Linked DNA regions of Mus musculus: region 1 is linked to region 2. Evidence: chromatin contacts called from public promoter capture Hi-C data. All regions are on one chromosome and are shown on one strand. Each heading gives the region's core, a stretch centred on a gene start, on an enhancer-like site or on the middle of the called end of the contact. The rest is flanking DNA. Distances are from core to core; before and after follow the strand shown. Region 1 holds the start of Ston2 (stonin 2). Region 2 holds the start of Cep128 (centrosomal protein 128).

Evidence for each region. Capture Hi-C pulls out chosen DNA fragments and counts their contacts.
Region 1: a contact with region 2 is called in a promoter capture Hi-C map of adipose tissue. The contact joins the promoter of Ston2 here to the promoter of Cep128 in region 2. A contact is called at or near these places in 17 of 39 promoter capture datasets (the C10 cell line, the HPC-7 cell line, cranial neural crest and 10 more), 1 of 15 datasets of contacts at CTCF or cohesin (the NIH/3T3 cell line), 44 of 484 Hi-C or Micro-C datasets (the C3H10T1/2 cell line, CD4 T cells, the HPC-7 cell line and 28 more), 23 of 115 datasets of contacts at active chromatin or transcription factors (the 230-238 cell line, the NIH/3T3 cell line, PVALB interneurons and 16 more) and 4 of 9 other capture datasets (adipose tissue, liver, macrophages and 1 more).

Annotation. Positions count from the first base shown.
Region 1 is chr12:91,781,513-91,788,051 of GRCm38.p6, forward strand. It overlaps Ston2 (stonin 2), which reads right to left and starts at 4,924. Exons shown (of 7, transcript NM_175367.6): 1 at 4,615-4,924.
Region 2 is chr12:91,380,327-91,386,397 of GRCm38.p6, forward strand. Cep128 (centrosomal protein 128) reads right to left here and starts at 4,083. Exons shown (of 26, transcript NM_181815.3): 1 at 3,908-4,083; 2 at 1,322-1,462.

The sequences.
Region 1 (6,539 bases), core at 3,674-6,173, 400 kb after region 2:
TTTTTCATATTTCTTTATATATGAAAAACTAAAATTATGCTTCCACATAAAAATTTGTTCTAGAATATTCATAGTGTTGTTATCCGTCAGAGCTGAAAAGTGCAAAGTCATCAATTATTCCTAAATAGCATTGCAAATAGTCAGTGTAGTGGAGAATTATTTAGCTATAAACACAAACAAAGTACTGATATTTGTTACAATATGGATGGACCTCGAAAATGTTATGCTAAGTGAAAGAAGCCAGAAGCCAAAGGCGACGTAATGTAAAATTCCATCTCTCTACAACACTGCAACGGGCAAATCTGGAGAAACATTATATACAGCTGATCTGTGGGACCTGGGGAAATGAGTAGTTGCTTAGCGGTGACCAGGTCTCCTTTGGGATGAAATGCCTTGTGACTAGGGAATGAAAGTCTGCAGACTTGTGAAAAGCAAACCTAGTATTATTATACAGCACACATCCTGAGACGGAAGCAAGTGCTCTGAGGAGAACATTAATTAAATCCTAAAATGAAGTGACTGAAGGTATCCTTCTCCAGAGGGAGAAACTTGTAGGACGATGAAAAGAAGCTAAATGTAATATAACTTACTTAGGCCTCGAGTTCTTTCAGCCTGGAAAGGACTTAACTTCCTAGATCTGTGTTGTCTGATAGAATGGCCTATGAAAAATGGAAACATTCCTTGTCGTTTTGTCTTTTTCTTTTTGTATATGTTATTTTGAGACAGATTATCACATAGCTTAGGCTGGCTTTGAACTCACTATGTAGACAAGAATGGCTTTGGATCCATCAAGCTTCACCTCGAAAGTGTTGGGATTACACAGTCACATCCCACCACAGCCAGCAAAATACTTTTTACTTGAGGTATTTCATAAGGCAGCAATTAGCCATGTGGCTATCAGACTTGAAATATGGGTAATTATGACTTGAAATATTGGGTTTTCTTTGTTTGTTTTTCCAAGACAAGGTTCCTCTGTGTAGCCTTGGCTGTCCTGGAACTCAATCTATAGACCAGGCTGGCCTTGAACTTGTAGAGATCAGCTTGCCTCTGCCTCCTGAGTACTGGGATTACTGGACTATTATGTTTTAAGTTGTCCTGAAATGTTCATAGCTTCATGTAGCTAATGACTACCAATATGGCATTCAAACCTGAGCTAGTTTGAAGAATTAAAACTTTCCAGTCATGTGTGGTGGTATACGCCTTTAATCCCAGCACTAGAGAGGCAGGGGCATGTGAAGTTCTGTGAGTTTGAAGCCAGCCTGGGCTACATAGTAAGTTCTAAATCAGCCAGAGCTCCATGGCAAGAATGTCAACAAGCAAACAAACAAACAAACAAACACCATATTAAAACCATCTTAACTGTTAAGGGAGTAGGAGAACCTGTGTCTATGCCCATAGCCTGGCTCAAGCCAGAAACCCTTCAGAAATATTTCACTCTTCCTATCTCCTTTAGCATTGTCTTTGTGACGTATCAGTCCAACAGGGACTTAGCCATATCTTTATGCAAAGTGCTTTCATTCACAAGTATATATGGATTAGTCAATTTATGGAACATAGTAGAAACAGAAACGAGTAGCAATGTCAGACAACTTTAAAGCGCTGGTCTTGGAGCTGGAGAGATGGCTCAGCGGTTAAAAGCAATGGCTGCTCTTCCAGAGGTTCTGAGTTCAAATCCCAGCAACCACATGGTGGCTCACAACCATCTGTAATGGGATCCAATGCCTTCTTCTGGTGTCTGAAGACAGCTATAGTGTCCTCATAGACATTAAATAAATAAACAAACAAATTTTTAAAAATTAAAAATAAAGCGTCTTAAGCGGAATCGATGGCTTGGTAGTTAAAAGAGGGCGTTGTTCTTAGACGACTGTGTTTCATGCCCAGCTTCCACATCAGGCTGCTCACAACTGCCTGGTACCTGAGTTCTATGGAATCTGACACCCCTTGATCTCCTTGGGAGTGCACACATAAGTAAGTGACAAAGAATGATTTTAAATGGCTGGTCTTGAGAAAGAGTCAGGGAAGATTAAAGAAATCTCTTTAAAGGGCATGGCCCTTTTCTTTAGCACTCAGTGTTTTTTGCAAGTAGAAAATTTTGCTACGAAGATTTGGAGAATCTTACAGTTTGTAACATGACATGTATTGTTTTTGTTTTGTTTTGTTTTTTTGTAGGGGTAGGAGGGAGAGCCATTGTTATAGTGTATAGTTGTGGTGGCCAGAGGGTAATATGAAGAAATTGGTTCTCTCCTTCCACCCCTTGGTTTCTGGAGAAAGAACTCAAATTGTCAAGCTTAGGACCAAGTGTCTCCTTCCATCTCATTACCTGAAGACTCTTTCAGATCCTTTTTTTAACCCCCCACCTCAGGTTCTGCAACATCCTCAACTCCTTCACTACGCCTCTAATCAGACTTCCATTGAACTTGAAATCAATAGTATAGAATGGCGTTGCTCTCTACACTTTGGCCCTTAGCATCTTCGCCTCCAAGGCAAGATTCCTTTGTTACATAAATGTTTACGGATCTTGTGTATTTTGTGCAGGAACAGCCCTAGGTGCTATGAAAGCAAGAATGACTCATCGCCACTCAGATCTGGAAGCTCATAGCATCAGTGTTTAGGATGGTGCCTGGTGTGTAGGACCCATTAGATATCATGGATACTGTCATTTTGGATCATTTATAGCTTACAATCAAGTTCTAGGGCTAGCGATACAGTCAGCAATAAAGGCTCGCCCCAGTATAGGTGAAAGCCTGAGTTCCATCCCATATGGTGCAAATAAGAAAATCGATTAATAAGAAAATCAAATTTGTTCTTTAAAATCTCATATGGCTTTTAGTTCATGAAAGCAGTATATTAGAGATCATGAACCAAAAAAAACAAAGGAACCAAGCAGACCTGGGGTGTGGCTCCATGGTAAAGCATTTGCCTAGGCTCTGGATTTAATCTTCAGCACTGCAAAAAAAGAAAATAATGAATCAATCTCTGTGTAAAAAAGAGCCTTGCTTGTACCGTTGCCATGGCCTGAAGTTTCCCCTTTTTGATCCATAAAAACACAACATATTTTTCTTTTCCCTTGGTATCCAAGATTCATTCCCTCAGAATTCTTTCCCTCAAAAAAAAAAAATCCCTCCCTTTTGCTTTCCTGTGTATTTCCTCACATCTACAATAGATGTTTTCTTGCGTAAAAGAGAGTCAGGGAGATGACATTTAAAACTCCTATAGCGTACAAATACAAAGCTGGAGTCCTTAATAGACTAACACTTTCCATCTTAGAAGAAAGGGAAGCAACTTGGAGAGATGATGTTTCTTTCATCACAAGCAGGAAAGAAAACAAAGGAAGAACAAATAAGCCAATATTTAACTAGAAAGAACTCCAGGATCCAATGGCAGGCAGGCTCTGGGATGGAGAAAAGTCACCTAACAGAATGACCCATAGGAGACATTGGACCCAGGACACCTCCGTGTGACTCCAAATTCTGTGACTCCGAAGCCCTTTATCCCAAGGCCCAAACATCTCTGAGCCAGTTTCTCACCTAAAAATAAGTGTCTTATCAGTATTGAAGAGCCATTTTGATAATTAAGTGGGATGGTTGTACAAAAACTTGGCATTTAGAAAAGGCTTGTTTGCTGAGTAACTAGGCATTTATTTATTTATTTATTTATTTATGCTTTTGGGGTGTGTGTGTGTGTGTGTGTGTGTGTGATTGTTTTGGTCTTTGGTTTTTTTTTTTCGAGACAGGTCCTGGAACTTGTTATGTAGACTAGGCTGGCCATCTCCCTCTGCCTCCCAAATACTGGGATCAAAGACATATACCACCAACCACATGCCTTTTAAGTCTCATGGTTGGAAGAAGCTTTGCTATCATTGAAAGAATAGCATGGCTTAATGTCCTCCCTTACTAACCATTATCATATCGGGTCAGTCCCCAAATCATTGCAGGGCTACGTCCACAAAGTGTCTTTAACTCTCCATCCAAAAGTGAACTGCTAGCAGAAACCTGGGGAGCAAGGATTTGGCAAAGCCAAAGCCCGAACCCTGCTCTTCAACAGCTGGCAGAGAAGCACCCTACCTCTGCAGCTTCTACGGCAATGGCTAGAACCTACAACCTCCTATTGTTTTGCTTTTCCTAAGGATGGAGCACAATTTCAACAGAAAAATCTGTGCTGGAATCGGAGAGAGTGCTGAACTTTCTGATCCCCTGTTCTGAGCGGCAGTGAGAAAGTTTGATGTTGGCAGAATGGGGGCTGAGCTGGAGAAGAAAGGGAGCCAGCGCATGCTCAAACAAGCTGGGCAACTAACCAGGTTGTGTTTCAGGATCATAACCAGTAACCATCCTGACACAATCGGAGCCCTAATCTGCTAAGTGATAAGTCATGCCCAGCACAAACATTCAAAGGAAAATTGTGCCAAATTTACTGCATCCTCGAGAGGTCACTGCATCTTATAGAAGGCCAGTGTTTACCTGTCTTGCAGCCCCTCTGTAATTCCCAGGATCTGTGTCCACCAGCTGGGCCCATGCCCAGAGAAGCCAACCGTCTAAATCCTAAAGGGCACAAGACTCTTCGGGGACTCTTGTTTGGGAATGCAATTCTGATGATTTAGGGAGGATGGGTACAGACCTGAAGTTCTAAATTCGAAGCAGGCTTCCAAGGGAGTGATACTTGTCCAGGGACTTCAGCTGGTGTCAACCTTGGCTGTCCAGTTAAAATGATCCAAGAGCTTTCAAATTACATGGCTCCATTGGTCCTCTCTAGAGAGAATGGTTTTCTTGCTGAAGGTGCGGCTCCCGAGGAACAGTTTCCCAGCTGCTATGGTGGAGAAACAAACAGCTGGCACTGAGATTTCGGCTGTGGAGGGACACACCTCTGCAGGCTTCTGGGGACGCCCTGTGACCCTGTGCTCCCTTTTCCCAGCCGCCTAGACCTCTGTGTCTGGTCTCCCAGGGAAGACGCCCTTGAAGGAGGCCTCTCTCCCAGCAAAACCCCAAGCCTGGAAGAGGTTACAGCCACCACCTGTTTCCTTGAAATAGTTTGCAGCTGTGCCGAATGACCTCACCACGCTGGCGCTGGCGTGGGCCAAGTTGATCTGGAAAGCTCTCTTCCCAAGTCTGGGCTCTCCCTGCTCAGCACCAAGGAGCAGAGGGAGAGAGGGCCTTAGCTGCAGGGTGAGGTCGAGCTTGGCGGGGACTCCAGAGAGAGCAGAGCACCACTTGGAGTCCTCACACGGGGCCTGTCCCTGGGCTGCATGGCTGTGGTCCTGAGTGACACTTCCTCCCATGTTCACCCTTTCCATGTACTTGGGAACCTGTGAAACCCCAAGAGGTTCTTTCTTGTCCTCTACCTCCTATCATCCCCCTTCCCCTCTTACTCCTCCTCTCCCCCTGCCCCTCCCCCTTACCCTTCCTCCATCTTCTCCAATGTATAAACAAACACTGAAGTACACACACAAAAAAATGCAGAGTCCGTTTCTTCTTCCCTTTCCCAGAGGCAGCCGCCAGGACTGCCTGGGCTCAGATCTTTCTCTGTGAACATGTGTGGTTCCATCTTCCCCTGTGCAGCTGCAGTCCTGGGCGACAACCAGTGGTGCATTTTACCGACTTGAGCATCTTTCTCATGTAGTTACATACATGTATCATTTTAGCCTCATTCAAGCTTGTCTGGGTATCACACTCTTCTGGGAGAACGTTATTTAAAATACAGAGATTGACAGGTCTCATCTGACACCTGATGAACGAGAATTTCTTCTGGAGGAGCCTGGGTAGTCTTTCCTTTTTGGATTCTTTCTCTAAGTTTCTCAGGCGATTCTTAAGATTCTCTGTCTTTACAATGGTTGCATATACTCCATAGATGGATATAATAGCCGCCCCCCTCCCCTGCGCGCGCATTCGCGTGTACGCATGCGCACGTGCCGGCTATGAACCCAGGGTGTTGATTATGCCACACAGGTGTTCTACCAATGAGCTTCCCCCTCAGTCACCTATATCTTCATTCACAGTTTACCAGTTTGTCCTAGGTTGTTGCACATTTAGGCTGTCCTAACTTTTTTTTTTTAATTGTGCTGCAAGAGCATAGCCACGATACAGGAGCTGATACTGAGGCGTTTCTGTAGAACGAGCCTCAGTGAACGGAGCTTCAGGATACAACCCTTATGGAACGGCTTTTCCACTCTAGGACACTTCTTACATCATGGGACCTCACAGGGTGACAAGACATTTTCTGCTGTGGTTGTGAACGCAGAGCTTGCCCACGTTTCCCTGTACTGTATGGCCAGACTATAGGCTAAGACCCGGGATAAAATAGCTAAGATTAGTTCATCTATTAGAAACAGAACGCGAGTCACTTAAATCATTTGAACTCTTCAGGAGCCATTTTAATAAAGTTACTTAATCTCATACTCATTCAATCTTATGTAAAATATCTCAGTAGATGCTCAAATGCAAATTATTAACATTTTTGCTATGGTATGGATATTTACATTCCTATGATTATACCTGATACATTAGGACTCTCTAAAGGAAAAGAACTGATACACTGAATATATACAT
Region 2 (6,071 bases), core at 2,833-5,332:
TATGTGCATGTGCGGGGAGGGTGTGGGAGGGGGTATGGGTGTTTGTGTGTACAACTTATGTATAAGATACATGTATACGAATTTCATTTAAGAATTATAAGAAACAAATCCCCTGGTTGAGGGATACATTAACTATATCTAATCACTAAGCCACAAAGGTAAGAGTTCAAACAGATAAGGCAGTGGCCCAGGTAAGTGGAGCACACCTTGAATCCTAGCACTGGGGAGGCTGAAGCAGGGGTTCTGAGTTCCAGATCAGCCTGGGCTGTATTCCAAACCTTGCCTCCAGTATTTGTATGACCATTTAACAATACAGAGTTACATAGGAAAACAGACTTTAAAGAGCATGACTATATTCAAGACAGTCTAATGAGCCCCCTAACATGATGAAAGGTCTAATAGTGAATCTATCCTGAAGCATCTTTATACGAGTTCCAAATGTGTCAATTTGTGTAGGTAAGAATTCCTAGAGTGCATTAACCAACTAGACTTACATCTTGCTAACTCAAAAATTCCTGAATTCTAAGAATTTTCCATATGAGAAGTCTTGGTAGGAACTGAGTGCAGGGCCCCAGAACGCCTGCATCAGCGCCTCTCACCAGCAAAATACAACAGAAGGCATTCTTTCCAAAGTCCAGAATCTTGAATCTATTACAAAAATTAAGCTTTAACACTAAATCTTTGATAACCAGTGACAGTTTGTGTTGAACATTATCAAATTATGGAAATCACAAATTACAACTATTTACCTCAATAGACCATTTATTGTGTTTAAAAAAGAAAAGAAAAAGTCAGATCATTTAAACATTTAAAAAGATCAATCCGGAAATGTTGAGTGTCAGTCAAATCCACTAGAGAACAATTATAAATAGCCAAGAGGCAGGACTGGGAATCTGTGGTTGGAAAATCTGGAAACAAAACTCACTCTTTTGGCTCAGGAATTTCCAAGCAAGGAGCCTATTTGCACCTTGAACACATTTCTGACAAATGCTTATAAGTGTGAAAAGGAGTTGAACGTATTGCCTGGGAAAGGGACCCCAGCCCTCTTTGGGAGAGAGCAGGTTTCCAAACACCTGTTTAATAAAAGCAGCTACACTGCTGGTTTTGGTAAAGGTGAAGGTGTGTGTCCACTCATTTGTTCATCTGATTTCTTTTTGCTGTACCATGCACAGCTACCCTGTTTTAATTTTATATGAATATCAAAAGGGGGCTTCTTGCCCCACCCCAATTCCTACTTTTGGCATGGCCCTTCCCACTTTGAATATACAGTAAATGTAGACCATTTCCTCAGATGCTACACTTGGGAAAAAAGCATACTTACAAAGTGCACTCCCAGAACTCTGCGCTGCCGTCCTTTGAGCTCAGGGTACCTGCCTCCTATCATTTCTTCATGAGGTTCAGGGCAAGAGGTCTAGTCGAGTAGATGATCTTTTGGGTTGCCTCTACACTCCCTCCAAAACACCTACAAACCAACGAGACAGGGAGCAGACAGAACTATAACTTGAATTTTTAATGAAAATGATTTTATCTTTCTGTACTGGCTAGTTTTGTGTCAACTTGACACAGCTGGAGTTATCACAGAGAAAGGAGCTTCAGTTGGGGAAACGCCTCCATGAGATCCAGCTGCACGGCATTTTCTCAATTAGTGATCAAGTGGGGAGGTCCCCTTGTGGGCGGTGCCATCTCTGGGCTGGTAGTCTTGGGTTCTATAAGAGAGCAGGCTGAGGAAGCCAGGGGAAGCAAGCCAGTAAGGAACATCCCTCCATGGCCTCTCTGCATCAGCTCCTGCTTTCTGACCTGCTTGAGTTCCAGTCCTGACTTCCTTGGTGATGAACAGCAATCTGGAAATGTAAGCTGATCAAACCCTTTCCTCCCCAACTTGCTTCTTGGTCGAGATGTTTTGTCCAGAAATAGAAACCCTGGCTAAGACACTTTCCTATGCACAGATCAGAGAATACCGGGAGGAGTGAAAATACACTCCTATGCCGTCCAGAAGCCCATGTGGTACCAGATGCCCAGCCTGCAAATCCCTAGCACCCGGTATCTTCTATCCATAACTCACCATCACTAGACTTGCTAGGTCACGCTAGAGGGTGAGTTGTACCCCAAGTCTAGAGAAAGTACTCACTCTGAGTATATCTATCAGGTGGGAGACTAACTTTAGTAGTAAGATTAACATGCAGGCTCATTTGTAAGTCTAGGCTAGCCTCCACCTCTTTAAAGGCAATATTATATATGTATGGTGGATCAGTTCTCACAGTGATCAAACAAATAAATAAACAAATGCATTGTGTATTTGGTTGTAGGAAAGTGCAAAGGGTAGAAAGGATTCTCAACACTTTATGGCTACTTCTAAAACTGTAAGGACCCTTAGAAAAATCATCTAACAAAGCCGATATCTGTATACTTCAATAAGCATTCCAAGAAGGGTATTCTGGGAAAAGAAAAGAGATGTGAGACTAGGAGATGTTCAAGAGGCCAGTTAAGCAAAGGCTTACTACACACTTATCTAACAAAGCAGCCTTCATCACATGACGAGCCCTAGGCACGATGAAATTTCTCTACGTTAGTGGTTCTCAGCCTTCCTAATGCCACGACCCTTCAATACAGTTCCTCATGTCATGGGTTGGTCCTCCAACCATAAAATTATCTGTGTTGCTACTTCATACCTGTGGTTTTGCTCCAGTCATGAATTATAATTTCAATACCTGTGCTTTGCAATGGTCTAAGGTGACCCCTGTGAAAGGGTCATGTGATTCCCCATGCTGACGCGACTGGCAGGTTGAGAACCACTGCCCTATACCAAGCTACAGCTGTCAAAGTTCATCTTCTCTCTTGCCTGTCCAGTGCAGCAGTTATATGGCTATGACAATAGAAACCTGGCCAGCTCAAATTGATACACACTATGAATATGAAATATCAGTATATGCCAGATTCTGAACATCCTATACCATTATCAAAAAACATAAGGCCCTGGTAGTACCAGAAGCCTCTGCTCTCTGCACGTGGAGGATGAGGCAGGTAGATCTCTGCAATGTCTAGACCTGTCTGGGCTACACTGTGAGTTCCAGGTCAACCAGTGCCACACAGTGGAACCCTATCTATAAATAAATAAATAAATAAATAAGCAAACAAACAAACAACACAAAAGTTTCATATTTGCTACTTGTATATTTACGTGAAGTAAAATATACTTCAGTACATTTTATGCCCTGGGCCAAATAAATTAAGATTAGTCTCAGAAGTTTCCTTTTACTTTTATTGTAATACAGGTACTATAAAACTAAAAACCACTTGAACGGTTCGTATGCTATTTCTGTTAGACGCAGGAAGTTTTAGGAAGAAGTAACGAGAATTTGCTAGGTGCTAGGCACTGTGCCAAATGCTTTGCATAATCCTAACAAGGACGCTACAACATCGAGCTTTGCCTAACAGACCCACTCCCTTAAACCAACCCTGACTGGCAGCTGGGATTCAAAGTTTGGTATTTTTATTAATTAATTCCAAAAGGGGGCGACTAACCACTATGACCCCGGGCATCTCCTTACTTAGCAGAGGAAAATCGAGTGACGAAAGGACAGAGATATGCACCAATTATACCCCTGGGGCAGTCAAAACCAATGTCAGACAGCTTGAAGCGCCTAGGAGGGAGCCCTGGGCAAGCTGCTCCAAAGCCAGGACAAGGCGCGTTGAGTGAGGTGGCCAGGACCTGACCGTGGACGAGCTGCTGAGGGATGCAAACACGCCATGACCCCCACGTCACCAAACACTGCACCCACACTCCCGGTCCACCCCGCGTACCCGTGCAGATCTTGTGTCTCCACCCTAGGACAAGGGGAAGTGGGACGCAAATGTCTCTGCAGGGGGAAATGAGAGAAAGGACAAGAGAACAGAGAAGGGCAGGTACCTTAGACCCAAGGTGACTCCAAGTTCTTAACGCCGGATCATCACCGAGGCCCCACCCGGCTCCCGCGGCTACCAGCGACCCCGAAGGTGCAACTGACCCAACGCTGCCTCGCAACCGACTCCGCTCACCCGGGACTTGCAGCTATGGCAACTTGAACTAGCCGCCCAGGCACCGCTAGAGCACAAGACGCGCCGCCGCCGCCTGGCCCTCTGGGAGCTGTAGTCCATCCCACACTCCAGAGCAGGGAGATGTAGCAAGAAATAACAGGAAATGACAGGAGATAAACTGCAAGTCCCAGCATGCTCTGAGCAGGGCCTCTACTTGCCTTTCCCGGAAGAAACTGGCTAAGCGGTCTTTACAGACCTGGAGCCCTGCCTTCTTTTCCCGCACTAATTTTGTTTTTTTTAAGGGCCAGTAGCCTGTGAAGCCGCAAACTCCTGCTCGAAAGTGAATTCAAATGTCTCGCGACACTGAGTGTAATTTTACTTATTAGGACACATCAAAGGATAAAAGCCAACAGTGAGATTTTAAAATCGCTTTAACGTCCTATTCTAATGGCTTAAGGCTTGGAGGGGAGTAAACAAGTTTATCAAGTGAAACACTCTCTGCCTGGAGTGACTAAGATCTCACCTCTCCTCCCTGGCAAACTACAAATGCAATATGAGGTAGTATGTTCCTTACTAGCTTGTTATGTCCTCACAAGAAAATGAAAGAAGTGTTTTCTGCTCGGGGGGGTGGGGGGGGGAGTCAGTTTCAGCTATAATGAGAGAATTAAAACCTTAAGGAAGGAGAGCTTTGAGAAAAACTAAGAAGTGAAAAATAATTAGGCACCTTTCTTTTCCTTCTACTCTGTCAAAGAGAGAGAGAGAGAGAGAGAGAGAGAGAGAGAGAGACTCGATCCTCCCCAAAGCTAGAATTAAATTTTATCTGATCTATGAAGGTTTTCCTGAAGCCTAAAAAACAGTTATCAATGCTTCTTAACCTGTGAGTAGCGACCTTCAGAAAACACATATTTCTGATGGTCATAGGAATTGAGAAACCACTCCATAGCAAAATTACAGTTTTGAAGTGGCAATGAAAATAAATTGATGGTTGGGGATTCCTAACACCATTGGAAATATATGTTTTCTGATGGTGACGCACAGGTTGAGAACTGCTGATCATTGTATAATCTAGGTTTTCTATTGTGGACATTTTATGTTAGAATCATGAATTACCCACTTAATCTTCCCACTTAGGGATTGAAACAAATGGATCTGACCTTTTAAAATATCTCCTTCCCCCCAAAGTCCCCACCCTGCTCACTTAAAGGCTTTTCCTATCAAGTTTAAGCATAAATTTTTCTAAAGATTTACCTAAGTAATTGCATCCACAATTGTGCCTCTCCAAGACACTACAGCTGACACAGAGAGCAACTTAATTCAGAACAACCATACCAGCAATGCCTGCAGAGGCATAATGGCTCTGTTCGTTAATAGCTAAGTTTCACAAGATAATTTTATTCAGTTTAGCAAATATGAATATTGAATCATCTTAGGATTCTGTCTTCTAGAGAGAAGACACAGGGGTAATGAAGAGATTTAAAAGTACCATTGTTTTGCTTCAGTTGCTTAGAGCCAATGGAAGGAGATGAATGGAAGCAATTCATGACAGTGGTGGAGGGGAGACCACTGCCACAGGATCTATGTAGAAACACAAGAGAAACCCTTCCTTAGGAAAGTATATCTGATCAACTGCCAAAAATGTATTACCCAAATGCTAGAATAACTTTGGTTATACGTGAGTGCATTACATTAGTAAAAATTAATTGTTAATAATATTGTTGTCCAGCTGTGTGTGTTCAGTTCTATTGACTCCGTTTTAAAGTGATATTGGACAAACAAAGAAAAAAAAAAAAAACCTCTGAAGACACAGGTGGGACCACAGAAACAAGATTTGAGTTAATTGTGATTAGAAATTTGTATATGCATGATTAAATTAATACCTAACATCAACTGCCTTTATTAACAGATGTGGCATGGTATGGGGATTAAAAGTAGTAAAGTCAGATCATAGAATGGGTCTCCTTTGCTTCTTAACAAGATATATTTTTAATCGGAAAATTGTGTTGTGGCTCCCAAAGACTCTGAATTCCTTTTCATTGACACGGCTGGTCCGTGTCATC